Regions from separate parts of the Sus scrofa genome. Here region 1 is linked to region 2. Evidence: chromatin contacts called from public Hi-C data. All regions are on one chromosome and are shown on one strand. Each heading gives the region's core, a stretch centred on a gene start, on an enhancer-like site or on the middle of the called end of the contact. The rest is flanking DNA. Distances are from core to core; before and after follow the strand shown.

Region 1 (3,250 bases), core at 433-2,932, 110 kb after region 2:
ACTAAGGAAAGGCAGCTGGGATCTTACCATGATGTCTCAGCTGCAGCCTGGGGGCTGTGTGACAGCAAAGGTTGGGTTTTCAGATGCTTTTGAGTTGCGAATTCATAAGAGTGCCCTGAGACTTGGAAGGGGGGGAGCTAGAATTCAGTAGGGAGTCGGATGCCCCCATAGGGGAGAAATGGATTCAGAACTTTGATTGGAAGTCTGTTTCTGGAGTTCCCTGGTGGTGCAGTGGGATAAAGATCTGGAATTGTCACTGCTGGGGCACAGTTTGATCCCTGGTCTAGGAACTTTTGTATGCCACAGGCACAGCCAGAAAAAAAAGAAAAAACCAAAAACCCAGAAGTCTGTTCCTTTTTAAGGCTTTTGATCTCTGAATTTCTGAGCTGTTGAGTCATCCCAATATTTTTCATCATATTCAGCATTTAGGGGATGAGTCAGCTGGATTTAGGGAAAAAGCTGAAGAGGAAGAATGTGAGAAAAGGAGAGCGGGTCCACACAGAGGACATCAGTGGGCGAGGGTGAGATCAGGAAACGACCAAAATAGACAGAGCTGGGCAAAGGGCTGTGCGAGTCGGAGTGTGGAGGTGGAGGAGAGGTAGGCTTTTACTTGGCCTGTGGTCAGAGAGTCGTGTGTCCCTCTCCAGCAAACCCAGTTCTGCTGGGTGCACCGGAAGTGGAACCAGACTTGGTTTCCCAGATCAGTCGTTGTTGATGCAAATCAGAGGCTGTGAAGTCCCAACAGTGGGGGAATATCAGTGCCTGTGACATTAAAGGAGGATGGGATTTTTGAGCTGTGTCGTGAGGGTAACTCCAATGTGCCCTGCATCCTTAGTTGCCACATCTGCATTTCAGGTGCCTGATCTTTGCACAGGCATGGTCTGGGGGGAGATCTGCACCCTTTCCTCCAGTAATCCCAGACCAAGGTGAGACCTGGCGGTGTGCAGTGTCTCCTGGACTCTGAGAGCAGAGTGCAGTGCTCTGACATGGGGTGGGGGGCACTTTGCCCTAATTAGCATGAAGATGTCGCACTGGATGTCTCATCTCAGAGCCAGAATCCTGGATTTAGGGAGTGAGATCTACGGAGGTCTGAGCTTTATTCTGGCATCGTATTCACTGCTCAGGTCTCCGTGGCGCCCTCGTTTTGCTAAGAGCATCTCTTCTCAAAAGTTCTCTGGCTCAAATGTTCTCTTAGACTTCTATCCCCAACTCTGGTCTGGCCCCCTGATGACTAATCTTGTGTCAACTTGACTGGGCCACAGAGTGCCTATGTCTGGTCAAACATTTTTCTGGGTGTGTTTCTGAGGGTGTTTCTAGATGGAAGCAGCAATCGGTAGACTGGGTAAAGCTCCCCCTCATGTGGGTGGTCCTCACCCAATCAGTTGAAGGACTGAACTGAATCCAAAAGCAGACCCTCCTGGAGTAAGGGGGTTTCCTCCTGCCTGTCTGCCTTGAACAGCTGCGTTTGGACTGGAACTGCACCGTTGCTGTCCTGGGCCTCCAGCCTGCTGACTGCAGATCTGGGGCTTGTCAACACTCATAATCATGTGAGCCAACTCCTTATAACCAATAAATCTCTCTCCCTCCCTCCATCTCCCTTCCCTGCCTTCCCCATATGTATACTGACAGTTTCCATCAGTGCTGCCATGCCTCTGACATGGGTGCTGCTATGCGCCACTGTGGAATATTTGCTCCATTGTCTCATGCCCTTCGTGTGTCCCAACCACACTCATTTCCATAAGAGGAAGTAGAGCCCCAGAGTGGTTGCATAGCTGCAATCAAGGAGAGTGGTATGTACCTGGGTGGGAAGAAGCACGAGGGTGACAAGACACCGGAGTAGGGGATGTTTGGTGTGACTGTGGGCTCCAGGGCACTCAGGCTAGAGACAGTGGCAAGAAAGAATGGGGACAGTGTCTAACTATTCTTGATTTACCCTTGATCTGACACTTTTGGTATAATACTGAGCACATGATTAATACCAAATAAATGTTGGAAGGCATAAAGTTGGCGCTTACCCATTGCCCTGTATCCATAAGCTATCACTCCCAATTCCCCACCCCTCTTTTCTAGCCCTTAGCAACCACTCATCTATAGACTTGCCTATTCTGGCTGTTTCATATAAAAAGAATCATATAATATGTGGTCTTTTGTAACTGGCTTCTTTCACTTAGCATAATATGATCCACATCATCTGTGTTATAGCCTGTATCAGAACCTAATTTTTTTATGGTTGAATAATAATTCATTGTATGCATAGACCACATTTTATTTATCCATTCACTTCTTGGCTATTATAAATAATGATGCTATGAAGATTCCTGTGGCATGGCATTTTTTTTCCCCCATGCTTGGGGTTTGCGGAAGCTCCTGGGCCAGGGACCAAACCTGAAGCACAAAAGCACCTTGAGCCATAGCAGTGACAATGCCAAGCCCGTAACCACTAGGCCACCAGAGGACTCCTCCTGTGCATATTTTTGTGTGGACATATTTTTTCACTTCTCTTGGATAGATACTTAGGTGTGGAATTGCTGGGTCATATGGTAACGATGTTTGAGTTTTGGGAATGTTCTACAAAGTGGCTGTACCATTTTACTTTCTCATCAGCAATGTATTTTTTTTTTTTTAAACATTGCCCATTTTTTTTATCGGAATCAAGTTACTCAAGGGGAAGGGATTACATAAGACCGTAAATAGCAGGATCGCTGAGGCCATCTTAGAAGATGCTGACTGCAGTGGCTATCTGGCAACCTAAAGGGAGAGTCTTCTTGGGACTGAAACCAGCCCAGAGGCAAACACAGTTGAGAAATAGGAGGAGGAGTTCCCGTCGTGGCGCAGTGGTTAACGAATCGGACTAGGAACCATGAGGTTGAGGGTTCGGTCCCTGCCCTTGCTCAGTGGGTTAACGATCCGGCGTTGCCGTGAGCTGTGGTGTAGGTTGCAGACGCGGCTTGGATCCCGAGTTGCTGTGGCTCTGGCGTAGGCTGGTGGCTACAGCTCCGATTCAACCCCTAGCCTGGGAACCTCCATATGCCGCGGGAGCGGCCCAAGAAATAGCAACAACAACAACAACAACAACAACAAAAAACAAAACAAAACAAAAAAAAGAAATAGGAGGAGACATACTTGTGACACCACTTAGGCCTGCGGGGATCTGGACAATTCTGAAGCCAACCACTCACTGGCATCCTAATTACTGGAACTAATTACTTTTCTTTGTTAAAGAAAAGATTCCATTTGCACTGGGTTTTAG
Region 2 (3,427 bases), core at 200-2,699:
AACTGCTGCTTGTACTCTTAAGAGAAAACGTTTGTATTTCACTGCGCAGCCAGTAAGGGTGTGACTAACACTACCTTGTGAAAAAACAGGCACTATAAATAAGTTATCATCCACCCATATGTAAAACACTAGGTAGCTGTTTGAAAATGAAACAGACCTGCATCGACTAATAGTAACGGCCTTGTCAGAGGGGAATGGGCCTAGGAAGGTGGGGCATGGGTGGGGAATTTGAACAGAAAAGGTGCATTCATGTATAGTTTGTATGATTTAAACATTTTAAAGTGAATGTAAGCAGGCTCTGTATAAAATTTAAGGGAAGAGTAATCTTGAACAAAACCCCAATGTAAACCTTTCTGTGTCCTCTTGAGCCCTTCCTTACACCAGGCTCAACATCACTGACATTTGTGTGGTCGTTTAAAATTTACAAGTATTTTCAGTCATTTCATTTCATCCTCCCAGCAACATTTTGAGGTAGGTTTTCATTTTATTTTGTTTGTCTTTTTTTAGGGTTGTACCCACAGCATATGGAACTTCCCAGGCTAGGGGTCAAATTGGAGATGCAACTGCTGGCCTACACCACAGACACAGCAGCATGGGATCTGAACCGCACCTGCGACCTACCCCACAGCTCACAGAAATGCCGGATCCTTACCCACTGAGCAGGGCCAGTGATCGAACCCTCATCCTCGTGGGTACTACTCAGATTTGTTTCCACTGCATCACAGTGGGAACTCCAAGGCATGTTTTTATCATCCCCATTTTACAGATGAATGGACTGATGCTCAGTGCAAGTAAGTGACTTGCCTTGGCTCATGAAAGTCATTAAGAAGCAGAATAGAGATTCAGATCCAGGCCTTCCAGACCTGAGACCTGGTATTCTTTCTACTTCGCCACATTGGAAAGTAGTTAATCTCTGCCAATTTGGCTTAACTTTCTTATCGTTTATGTGTAAGAGGCCACTTATTCAAGTTGGGTTTATAAGTGGCATTTGTCCACCTGTCTGTTTTTATGAAGGTGGTTATCTCTACCCAGCAGCTGGTAAGGTTCGTACTGCTGTTTTCCAGATGCTTTGAATTCCTACCCCAGTTTTCTTTTCCTCTTAATCTTTCCTCAGAGAGCCTTTTCATAAGCTGCTGGCCCAAGGCCTTATCAAGGGGCAGACATTCCGCCTACCATCTGGACAGTATCTCCAGCGAGAAGAAGTGGATCTCACAGGTGAGAATGGCCCTCTCATCCCAGCCAGGTGATCACAGAGAACTGAGCAGTGGGCGCTGCCGGCCCAGGCTGAGCTGCCAGGGAACCCAGGGGAGCGCTCCTTTAGCCTCATGGTCTCAAGGCCTCGCTTGCTGTGGGCAGCTCCTGAGGCTCCCAGCCCCTTCTCATCTAGCTCAAGTGTCATTTCAGCTTCTGGAAGGGTAACATAGAGTCAGCACTGGGTCATCTGCTGTCCTAGCCTGCATTTGGTAGCCCATCTAGGCGGGTGTTTCAGAACCTCAGGGGACCACCACCACACTACTGCTCCCACAGTGCCCAGAGCGCCCCCTGGTGGAATACCTCCCCCTGACTCCCTGGGCTTCCCTCTTCCAGCTTTTCCTTTCACCCTGTGTTTTCACTCATCCTCAGAGAATTTCCGGTGACAGGAAGAGGGTGTATCACGTACACTTAGAATACACATAAATGACGTGTTAGAAAATTATTAGGCAGCTGTGAGAAACTATGGCCATTAAACATAGAATCACCAGTGCGTAATGAATTTAAGTAAACCCACCAACTCCTTAAATGGTAGACAGCCTCCCAAGCCAATCACTAGAAGGAAGGGTTAGGTGGGAACAGTCAATGGAATTGCCTAATTAAAGCAGTCATTTTACCAGAGTGTAAAACGGAAGGTCCATGGGAGGAAACGGAGCTGGAGAAGCAGAATTTGGCAGTGTTTCTCCAACACAGACAAGTGGGAAAGGAGCTAAATTCAGGGCCATGTAACTCGCAACTGCTAGTGAAGTGCTGTCTGTCTGTCATGGGCAGGGCTGCCCTGTACAGCTGTGCAGTTTGTGCACTGCACAAAGGTAGCCAGCCAAGGGGGTGAGCAGGGCCTAAAATCCAGACACTTGCCAGACCACACACCTCAGGGCCACCTCTGCCAAGAGAGGGCACCTTTTTCTAATGTCTCAACTTCTCTGCCCAGAAAGATACCTTTTTCCTAATTTTCACAGCAGTGTTGTTAAGGTTAGTCACAGCCCAGCCTTGGGGTGTCGGCTAGAGGGGGCAGTGGTTCCCTGGGCCTCACCACAGCCGGGATAAAACATCTGGGACGTCAGTCTCCCTTGGCTCAGACGTCATGGGGCCAGGCCATGTCGTGAGCATCTTTTCCCTTCCCACGCAGACTTGCCCCTGGGGGAGGATACGTGCTTGGATCAGCAAGGGCAGGCATCCATCTGCTTGGTGGGGAGGCTCTCAGGATGTGTGGAGCTGGCTTGTAGGTGTATACGCCGGGCCTCTGGGAGTTTGGTTTCTCTTGGAGTCGGGAAATATTTAGCTGGAAAGAACAGAAATGCACCTAAAAGCGACTTTTGCACCAGAATAAGGGACATCAGCTGTAGGAAATATGGCATGTAGGAGGCCGCCAGGCCACCCCTCTCCTCTCTCTTTCTCAAGCCTCTAGTTCCTTTTCCAGCACCTGTCAATTCTTCCGCTCTGTTCTCCTTCCTCTGCCAGGCCTGGATTCTGCTCTCCCCAATTTCAGTTTACACAGTGATCTTGGGCAGCCGCAGGGCCAAGTCTTGCCCTTTCTCTTTAGGACCTTCTGGTTCCAGTGCCGAACAGCACGGAAACAGTTTCTGCCTCTTAGTTCCAGTTCCTGAGACAGAGGCTTAGCCTCATCAAACATCCCTCCTGGTCCAACCGCTGGAGCGCAACAACACAGTCACTTCATCCGAACACGGCCATGGGGGGCCTCCATCAGCACCATCTGGACCAGGGGTGTGGGTGGGAAGGAGACGGAGAACAGGGCTCTGCAAAGGGACACCACACTTACCGTGGGCCCTGATGGTGACTTTAGCATGGACAGGAACACCTAACCTCCAGGTGAAGTGACCTCTCAGGTGCTTTGCTGCTCCGAGACCCTGATGGGTCAGCTGCCAGCTTCCAGGGGAGACCCTGAATGTGTAAAGGAAAGAGCAGTATGCCAGCCTTTCTTATTCTCTTCTACTTATCTTTTTTGTATATGAGTAATTTCCTTTTTATAAAGAGGGAAATCACTGTCTTATTTTGAAATTGAGAAGAAGATGGCACAGGCTGTCGTACATGTCATATATATTCATGAAAGATTTATGTTTTGCTGTTTTGTTTTCCTTCAGGGCCGCACACACGGCATATGGAAGTTCCCAGGCTAGGGGAAGCTGTAGCCAACGGCTTATGCCACAGCCACAAC

Evidence for each region. Hi-C and Micro-C count contacts between places; a contact is called where the count stands out from the background.
Region 1: a Hi-C map of retroperitoneal adipose tissue shows a contact between it and region 2, with 2.7 times the contacts expected there. The contact joins two enhancer-like sites. A contact is called at or near these places in 3 of 5 promoter capture datasets (fetal liver, fetal skeletal muscle and liver), 28 of 47 Hi-C or Micro-C datasets (adipose tissue, alveolar macrophages, blood and 14 more) and 1 of 2 datasets of contacts at active chromatin or transcription factors (skeletal muscle).

Annotation. Positions count from the first base shown.
Region 1 is chr13:28,777,584-28,780,833 of Sscrofa11.1, forward strand. The region is part of intron 2 of LIMD1 (LIM domain-containing protein 1); the gene reads left to right. Among named protein-coding and RNA genes, the nearest start is that of TRNAR-ACG, 38 kb to the right of the region's middle. Within about 2 kb of position 1,683, at least 11 of the 83 cell types and tissues checked have an H3K27ac peak or open chromatin away from gene starts, as enhancers often do. A contact at or near this core is called in omental adipose tissue and retroperitoneal adipose tissue, where this site is marked.
Region 2 is chr13:28,663,787-28,667,213 of Sscrofa11.1, forward strand. It overlaps LARS2 (probable leucine--tRNA ligase, mitochondrial), which reads left to right. Exons shown (of 21, transcript XM_021068636.1): 15 at 1,115-1,215. Among named protein-coding and RNA genes, the nearest start is that of LIMD1, 65 kb to the right of the region's middle. Within about 2 kb of position 1,450, at least 9 of the 83 cell types and tissues checked have an H3K27ac peak or open chromatin away from gene starts, as enhancers often do. A contact at or near this core is called in omental adipose tissue and retroperitoneal adipose tissue, where this site is marked.